Regions from separate parts of the Sus scrofa genome. Here region 2 is linked to region 1. A link is a contact called in public HiChIP or PLAC-seq data. All regions are on one chromosome and are shown on one strand. The core of a region is the stretch at or near the end of the contact, and the rest is flanking DNA. Distances in the headings are between cores, read along the strand shown. Region 1 holds the start of LOC106506033. Region 2 holds the start of ANAPC16 (anaphase promoting complex subunit 16).

Region 1 (4,347 bases), core at 357-2,856:
AAATCCTAGCTTTGTCCCTTACCAGCCGTGTGGCCCTCAAAAAGTTACTTAGGGTGTTCCCATCGTGGCTCAGCGGAAACAAATCTGACTAGTATCAGTGAGGATGCAGGTTCGATGCCTGGCCTCGCTCAGTGGGTTAATGGATCCGGCGTTGCTGTGAGCTGTGGTGTAGATTGCAGATGTGGCTTAGATCCTGTGTTGCTGTGGCTGTGGTGTCGGCTGGCAGCTACAGCTCCCATTTGACCCCTAGCCTGGGAACTTCCATAGGCTGAGGGTGTGGCCCTAAAAAAAGCAAAAAAAAAAAAAAAAAGTTACTTAACTTTTTAAGCCTCAGTTTCCTAATCTGTAAAATGGTGATAAGATGCTAACATCATCGGGATGTAAGGCCTTAATGAGATAACGTAGAGCTCGTGATTCACAGAAGATGTAAGGTGGAAAGGTGATATTGGGAAGGGACTGGCTGCAGCGTTCAACCTGAAATTGGGGGTGGCCAAGCCCAGATCACTCTCATCTCGGGCCACAATCCTGGGTGCTGCCCACATATTTTGCTAATTCCAGCATTAAGACCATGGAGAAGCTTGAAATGCACCCCAAACCTAGTCACCAAGGGGCAGGGGTGGGGAATGACACATTTCTTTGTGGTTACATAGCCAAGTCACCCCCACATCCTTGCATGTTCCCAGTTCCATGCCAGTAGGGAATCATTCCCAGGATTGCTTGCAATCCCAGTTCCAGGAACATGAGATGTTTCCATTCCTCTGGGAAGCTCATGCCAGCTGGTGCAGAGGAACCCACCCAACACTCAGTACAGTGACCGCCCCTCCACCTGCTACCACCACAGAGCCAAGAGCCACTGCTGGAGGACACAGCTCCTAGACCCCTCACGAGTCCCATCTCCAGCCAGGCCAATAGGAACCAGGAAAGACACCGCACAGCACTCCCAGCTTAACCAGATGCAGAATGGAGACTTTCCTATTGTCCCTCTTAGGGAAGCAGAGGCCAATATTGAGACTCAAGTCCTCACTGCCAGCCTACAGGGCACAGTGGAAAAATGCTGCTTGGGCCAGACACATCAGGCAGGGCTCCCTGGTACCACTCAGGGCCCCTTCCTCTGCAGAAAGACCAATCCCAAACCAATGGAGGCCACCTGGCTTGGCTCATAGAGTGCCCTTAACATATATAAATTGTCAGAGTTGTTAGTTATCAAACTATTTATTGAGTACCCACAGTGTGCTCCGCAGTGTGTGAGATCCAGGACAACCCTTGAAACCCCCTGGAGCCCCAGGACACCAGGACATCTGAAAACAGACAACAACTTCAGGTGCAACTAAAATAAATAAGGCTTCATAATGACTCTGCTTTCTCCATGATCTTGGAGTCTTAAACATCCCCCACCCCGTTTTACTTATACACAGCCCAGGGCCGGAATCTCCTCAGCCCATCCTCTGGAAGTCCCTCTGAGGAAGCACATCCGCTAGGGGGAAGGGTCTGTGCTTCCCTCGCAGGCCCTGTCACTGTCACCACCCAGTTGTCCAGTACAGCATCGCCTGCCAGGCTTTTCTACTCTGCTCACAGACCCTAACACGCTGGGTCTGAGTTTATGAATCATTCCCTCCTCTCTCCCGGCCTCGCCTCCGGAAGGGCTGTGCACACCCAAACACATCACCCAGACACTGAGTTTCCACACCAAACTCGCTCCTGATGAACCCTGAGAGCCGAATGCAATGTCGGATTTCCCCTCCCCACCCTCGGCCTCGAGATCCGGCCACGAGTTTTCAAAGACGAGGCAGCCCTTCCCCTGCCAGACTCGCTTGGGGGACACCTCACTGGGGGGCTGCAGGGGCAGAGACAAAGACAGTAGATTCGTTTGCAGGCAGGAGGACATGCTTGGTCTAAAGATCCAAACGTCCGCACTCCCGGAATTGTGCATTTTGGGATGCCGCGTGTGTCTGGTCGGTGTGGCGTGCGTGCGCTGTGTCTGTGGCTCGAGAGGTGGTGAGCTGTGCATACCTGGCAGTTGTGAACCTGGGTGCAGTGGGTCTGGAGGTATGGGTGCCTGCGTGGAGTTTTCCTCCAGCCGGGAAATCCCTCTCCCACCCCCCCGTTTCGCCTCCACTTCCTCCAAAGTTTGGCGCGCGTGCCCGACCGGGGATAGTGGGGGTTCGCACGGCTGGGCCGCCTCCCGCTGGCCCGGAGGTGGTTCGGGATGCGGGCGCCCTACTTACTCCGCCACCGAGGCTCCTCCAGAGGGGGCGGTTCCGACTTTCCGAGGCTGGGGTCCGGCGCTGGCAGCATCCGCCCGCAACTTTGCTTCTCTCGGCAGAACGCGGCAAAAGCGGCTCCGAGGCTCCAGCTCCCTTGCGGCCTCTGCTCTGCGAGCCCCTTGCGGACCGCGGCGGGGAGGGATGGAGGCGCGGCCCGGCGGGTTCGCACGCCGGGCGGGAAGCGGCGCCAGGCGGGCGCCGTCCTGCGCAGCGAGAAAGCGGTCCTGCCTGGCGCCCTCCCCGTTCAGCCCCAGTCGGCAGTGGCCGGCAGCAGCGGCGGATTCCTGAACTGCGTCCAAGGCGTCCGGGTAGCACCCCTCCTCCTCTTTTTCTTCCTCACCCCACCCAGCTCCGACCCCTGCGCCCCCGGCAATTTGGGAACCTTTGGCGAAGTTGGCGCAGCTCAGGCCCACCAGGCCTCCCCGCAGGAGCAGGGGAGGAGAGGGAAGAACTGAGAGAGAGGGGGCCGTCCTCGCTCGGGCCCCCGGGGAGCCACGCTCTCCAGGACCCTTCTGTGGGCCTTTGTTCCCGGCGCTGCACCTCGGCCCGCCTCTCTCCGGGGACTCTGTTCAGGCCGCTGGGATCCCTACCCCCTTTCAGGCTGAGAAGAGCTCCAAGTCCTGGGGAGGCGGGGGCGTGGGTTGGAGGGGAAGTGGCCTGGAGATCTTCGCGGCTTCACCCTGCCAGAGCCCCTCAAGCCCTTCCAGCCTCCCATCCTGTAGAAACCGAGTCCTTCTAAAACCCGAGTTCCCTTACTGACTTTTTATGATTAAAGTGTCTATCCAAAACTTCATTCCGTTCTCGTCCCCTCTGACTTCGATCCTGTGCTAACTGAACACTGATCAGCCAGAATCGGATGACTAAAAGTACTATTGTTGATAACATCCTTAATGCATTAAGATTGCTGTTGTTGGTAACATTGTTAGTGTACAAAAAATGCTGTTATAGATATCATTAATGTACAAACTCAGGTTGTTTCTCCAGGGCAAGATAAATTACCGGGCCCTGGAGGCATGGACCACCTGGCCAGAGAATTCTAAACCAGAGACATCCTGACTCCTGAAACCTCAATTAATAAATGTTACAGAAAGCCTGGGGAACAATATTCAATATCTTATCCTGTAAAGGAAAAGAATCTGAAAAAGAATATATGTGCTCTGTGTGTGTGTGTGTGTGTGTGTGTATATATATATATATATATACACACACACATATATATTATATATATGTGTGTGTATAGCTGAATCACTTTGCTGTACACCTGAAACCATCACAACATTGTAAATTAACTATACTGCAATTTTTATAAAGGTTGAAAAAAAAGAAATGTCACAGACAGGAGTTCTCCTGTGGTGCAGTGAGTTAAGGATCGGGCGATGTCATGGCAGTGGCTTGGGTCGCTGCTGTGGTGCAGATCTGAGGTTTGATCCCTGGCCTGGGAACTTCCCCATGCCATGGGTGCAGCCAAAAAAAAAAAAAAAAACAAACAAAAAAAAAAAACAAAAAAGGAAGAAATGTCACAGACAATGATTAATCTCAGCCCCTTTGTTCTTCCCCTTTATAAAACTCCCTCATTCAAAGACCAAGTAGAGTAGATCTGAGGCTTGTCTCCCACTCCCTTGCTGGGCACCCTGCAAATAAACCCTGTACTTTCCTTCAGCACAACCTGGTATTGGTAGATTGGCTTTGCTTCAGATTGGGTGAGTGGACTCAAGTTTGGTTCAGTAACAGTTTTGGCCACCTCAAAGCGACCACCAACTAGAACTATTTTGTAAAAGGGAAGGAAAATGGCATGAAATGCTTTGTGTATAGGCTTTGATGCTAGTGTATCAAAGTTAGCGTTTTGGAAGTCGTTTGGCTTTGAGCCTTTCAGAATTGATCTGTCTTTTATCGTGTTTGTGTGTGTGTGTGTGTGTGTGTGTGTGTGTGTGTGTGTGTGAGAGAGAGAGAGAGAAAGTGTATATTTGTATTAAAGAAGGTGCATTATTTTAATTGGTGGACATGGGAAACAAAAGTTCAGTTCCTGAAAATAGTCCTCCTACAAAACTGGACCACCTGTAGTTCTGGTTCCATGACTAAAGCC
Region 2 (4,437 bases), core at 39-2,538, 230 kb before region 1:
CTCCCTCCATTTGACATATAGTCAGCACACTCCTAGAGGGGAAAGAACCTGCTCAGAAAGAGGGAACATGCACTTCACACTAACATGCACTTCACACTTTTAAGGTTCATAATCTTAGGAAGAACCCCTTTCTTAGGAAAAGGGGGAGGAGTTATCTTTTTACCCTGGAGGCCTAGCACAGAACCTGGATCACAATTTCTCCTGAATAATGAACAAATGACAGAACACAGGGCGAGCAGCTCAGCAAAGGTTACCCAGGGGCTAGAGAAGATTGGTATGAAGAGGACTGGTTCATTATCATTTTGTTTTTCTTCCTCATTCTGCAGATCTATTTACATAACTCTTTCTCCCACTTGGCTGCTATGCCCAAAGTTGATGCTCTGTAAAATTTTGACAAATGTTTAAATACTGATGATGAGGTAACCTGGGATTTGACGCTATCAGGAAAGCTGGAACTATTAGCAGTAGCGATCCTTGCAGTAGAACAATGCTCTCTGGGGAGATACAGCACGGCTGTGTTCACATTGGTGAGATAATCAACACATTTACTTCATATACGATGGGGATGACCTCGTATTCATAAACTACTTTCCTTCCTGGCAGATATATACCTATCTTAGAAAGAACCTTTTCCTTTTAAAAATGTCCTATCATAAAGATACTGAAGGAAGTACGCTGGTACAATGGCAAATTATTAGAAGCAATTATTAAACTCCATCATCAAGAAAACATTCATTCCGCTGTGTTTCACTTAAACAGCTGGATTACCATTCAAAAAGATGTGCAGCTAAAAACAAGTGGGGCGGAAAGAAATGGGCTGCCAAGAGGAGGGATCAGAACGCCAACGGTTCTCAAGCTACCTCCAAGTCACAGCCACAGCCTCACCCCCACCCCCACCCCGACCCGCCATCGAGTCCCCAGAGGGCTACGCCAACAGCGCCGTTCCACTGCGCAGGCGCCAGCCCTCGGCCCGCATGCGCACTAGCCAGGCGCGGCCTAAGGAAATTTCCTCTTGCACGCCCTCTGCGGCAGGCTCCCATTCCTCCTCCTACTTTCTCCATTTTACTAGTCCCTGCAGGTAGGATCCCAGAGATCAAGTCCCTTTCCACCAGGCTCTCGAGGGTCCCTGAGCCCTCGGCCACTTACCTCAGCAGCTTTGGCACTTTCCCCTACAGCCCCGCCCCCAAGGCCGACTGGTGCGGCCGAGTTAACATCGACAAGGGCGGCGCCGTGCTCGCGCCCGCGTGGAGGGACCGGCAGCGGCGTGCGCGTGCCCCTTGCAGTAGTGGGCGTGGCCGGGGCGGAGAGGACTTCCGGGTCCTTCTCCTCCTCGTTCCCGGATTTTCTTTTTGCTGTGGGGTCCGTATTTCTCCGCTACCTTTGGAGTACTCGTTTTATTTTTTCTTGCTCACTTTTGTCATTTAGGGTTTTATCTTAACGCACGGCATTTCAGGCCTTCTGCTTTGCTCTCTCTTACCAAACCGTCACGCTGCAGGGTTAAATTTGTTATTCCGCCATCCTTCTGAGCAGACTCGTATCCCAAGGAAAGGCAGATGAACAGCTTCCTATCTCAGACAACGCTCTTTCCCAGAGCTCAGTCTCAGCGCCCTTCCTTAACATTAAAATCTACTTTTGTGGAGAGATTTATTTGAAAGGTCCTGGAGGAATAGGGCACTAGGATGTAAAGTCATTAAACTTGATAATTATACCCCTTCTGACATTCAAGTCTGTTTATTTTACTTATTATTTTATTCATTTTACTGCTAATCTCAACAGGAAATCACCACTTGGTTCTGTAAGCAAATTACCAATTAAAGCTATTTTCTTGCTGGGATTGGGTTGAGCGTTAGGGTATTTAGTGAGAATTGATTTTTTGAGGGGGAACTCTAACTTATTTTGGGCTTCATGACCGTCTAACACATATAGTGGGAACATTGGTTGAGCTTAACTATGGCTAGCCCATAAGGAATCTTTGTTTCCAGATTTTTTTTTTCTTTTTTTCAGGCTGCACCCACGGCATGTTGAACTTCCCAGCCTAGGGGTCGAATTGAAGCTGTAGCTGCCAGCCTACACCACAACCACAGCAACGTGGGGGATCTAAGCCCACAGGAACTATACCACAGCTCACAGAAATGTTGGATCCTTAACCCACTGAGCAAGGCCAGGGATGGAACCCGCATCCTCATGATTCCTAGTCGGGTTTGTTAACCACTGAGCAATGAAGGGAACTCCTCTTTCCAGAATTATTGATTCTTTAAGTGATGTTTAGAAGCTTGGCCTCTCAGTGAAGTGATGTACAGTTTGGGGGCCCACAGAAATTGGATTCCTCCCCTCAGCAATGTGTTCGTTTGGAGAACCATGTTGCTTAAGTCATATTTGATTCTGATAGGCATTTTGATTTTGTTGCGCATATAGTTTTAACACCTCTAAAAGTTCTTCAGGATCTTTTGTCCTCCCCTTGAGGATAAGTGTATTAAATATCCCTGCTTTTCTTAATTACCATGCTGGTTAGAGTGGGTGAGACACTGCAAATGTTTAGGTAAACACAGAAGATTGCATTTTACTCCTAAAGGTTAATGTTACAAAGAGACCTCTGTTCTTTCTGTCAAAGCCATGGACAAGCTCAGTATCTTTTAATCACTTTTTTGGGGAATGCCAATAGTTTACAAATTATCTAGAGTGAGCCAGCAGTGGAATAGTGTAGTGGAAACTGCATCAGTTGGCTTAAAACAGCTTATAGATAGGAGAAATCGAATGGAAACAGTGCTGCTTTGGCTTGGGATGTATTGTGAACTGATGCCCAATTTTGTTCTTTCATACCTACATAAAGATCTAGATAATAGAGGTAGGGTTTATTTCTGATTAAAACAAAAGGTAAGGTGATCATTTATTTTTCAGGATTTCGCTGGACTGTTTGGAGAAAGTGTCATGGAAGTTCTGCGTCCACAGCTTCTAAGAATCGGTGGCCGGGTTTACAGGAAGAATCCCATCCAAGAACAGACTTATCAACATGAAGAAGAAGACGATGATTATTATCACGGTAATCCTAGTTGCTCTTTGGTCTCATTACAAGTAAAGTGTTCTCTGTATTGTAGCAGCAATTCTTTGTTTTGTTTCAGTGTGTTTCTGTGTGAGCACTGATTTGAAATGTTTGGCCGCTCACGGCGTCCTTTGTGTTGATGTCCAAGGGCACTGATGTGCTTGAGTTTGACAAGGCATTCTGGGTTCATGAGTCAAGATGTGTTTCATCTTTGCATAGAAGCTTACATGTAATAATGAGTAATTTTAGTTAACTGTTAATATTAACCCTTAATATTCTTTGACAGAATTAAGTTTTTTTTAATCTGTGAAGTTATAAACTAATTTATATAAATTATTGAAACAAATGAACACATGTAAAGGTGTTTCATCCAGCACCCAACATTAGCTGTTGTTACTGTGTCGTAATTTCTTTTCCTCTGCAATCATATACAGGCAGTTTCAAGTACAAAACCAACATTATTATTATTCAGGGGTAATTTTAAGAAGTTAACAGTTGAGATGGATTATAAGTACTTTCAAGACTTGGGTTTAATAGGGCCTTTCAGGTTCTCTGCTTTCTTTTCCTTTTGGTTTATAAGCTTTTCCATTAGGGCCTAAGGCTTGAGGGTTAGTCTTCCCCTGGGTCCTCACCAGGGGTTCCCTTTAGCCTTGGGGCCTTAACCCCTTTATTTCACCCTCCTCCTTTCTCTTTGTCTTGGCTGTATGGATAAAGTTCTCCCAGCGTCCCTTCTACCTCATTCACTGCAGTGATTTTGCATCTTAATACTAAAAAACCACTGAGTACATTGTACATTTTACATTTTAAGAGGATGAATTTCATGTTAGGTGAATCATATCTTCCTTTAAAAAGTAGTAAAAAAAAAATTATAGTGTCCTAGCTTTCTGGGAGAAAACAGTTAAATAGTGGTATGTATATTCTTTTTCCAAAACAGTCAGCTGTTTTTTATTCGTTATTTTTCTTCTAAGGGCAGGTCAGAAGGAATGTCGGAGTAGTGATTTGCAGTGTAAAGTGTATGGCTGTTCTTTGTGTGTTTGTGTATTGCTATTTTTTAAACCTTGAGAGTGGTTGACAGCTGGGGAGAAGACTGTTTACAGAGCAGCAGCTCTGAGTGAGACGTTCCGGTTTCTGTCCAGGCCTCATGGAGTGCGCGGAAGAGCCCTGTGAAGCCTACGAGGTGGTGCAGACCCCACAAGGTTTTCGGTGTACTGTGAAGGCCCCCAGTCTGCTCTACAAGTGAGTGAGGCCCCCTGGCAGCTTCATGGGAAGGCATATCCAGGAAAAGTAGCAGCCAGCTGACTCTTTTCTTTTCCATACTTATTGCCGTGCTTGACTACTAGTGACAAAATAGTATTTTATGTCCTAGAATTTCTGACTGATTACAGATTAGTTTCATC

Evidence for each region. HiChIP or PLAC-seq counts read pairs in DNA pulled down with a chosen protein or histone mark.
Region 2: a contact with region 1 is called in an H3K27ac HiChIP or PLAC-seq map of alveolar macrophages. The contact joins the promoter of ANAPC16 here to the promoter of LOC106506033 in region 1. A contact is called at or near these places in 2 of 2 datasets of contacts at active chromatin or transcription factors (alveolar macrophages and skeletal muscle).

The regions. Positions count from the first base shown.
Region 1 is chr14:74,849,078-74,853,424 of Sscrofa11.1, reverse strand. LOC106506033 reads left to right here and starts at 1,606. Exons shown (of 2, transcript XM_013983307.2): 1 at 1,606-2,046; 2 at 2,324-3,057. The coding sequence starts at 1,725. The coding sequence ends at 3,003. It overlaps CHST3 (carbohydrate sulfotransferase 3), which reads right to left and starts at 2,494. Exons shown (of 3, transcript XM_001928637.4): 1 at 2,226-2,494.
Region 2 is chr14:75,079,524-75,083,960 of Sscrofa11.1, reverse strand. ANAPC16 (anaphase promoting complex subunit 16) reads right to left here and starts at 1,288. Exons shown (of 4, transcript NM_001190225.1): 1 at 1,147-1,288. ASCC1 (activating signal cointegrator 1 complex subunit 1) reads left to right here and starts at 980. Exons shown (of 11, transcript NM_001244083.1): 1 at 980-1,078; 2 at 2,899-3,040; 3 at 4,177-4,276. The coding sequence starts at 2,929.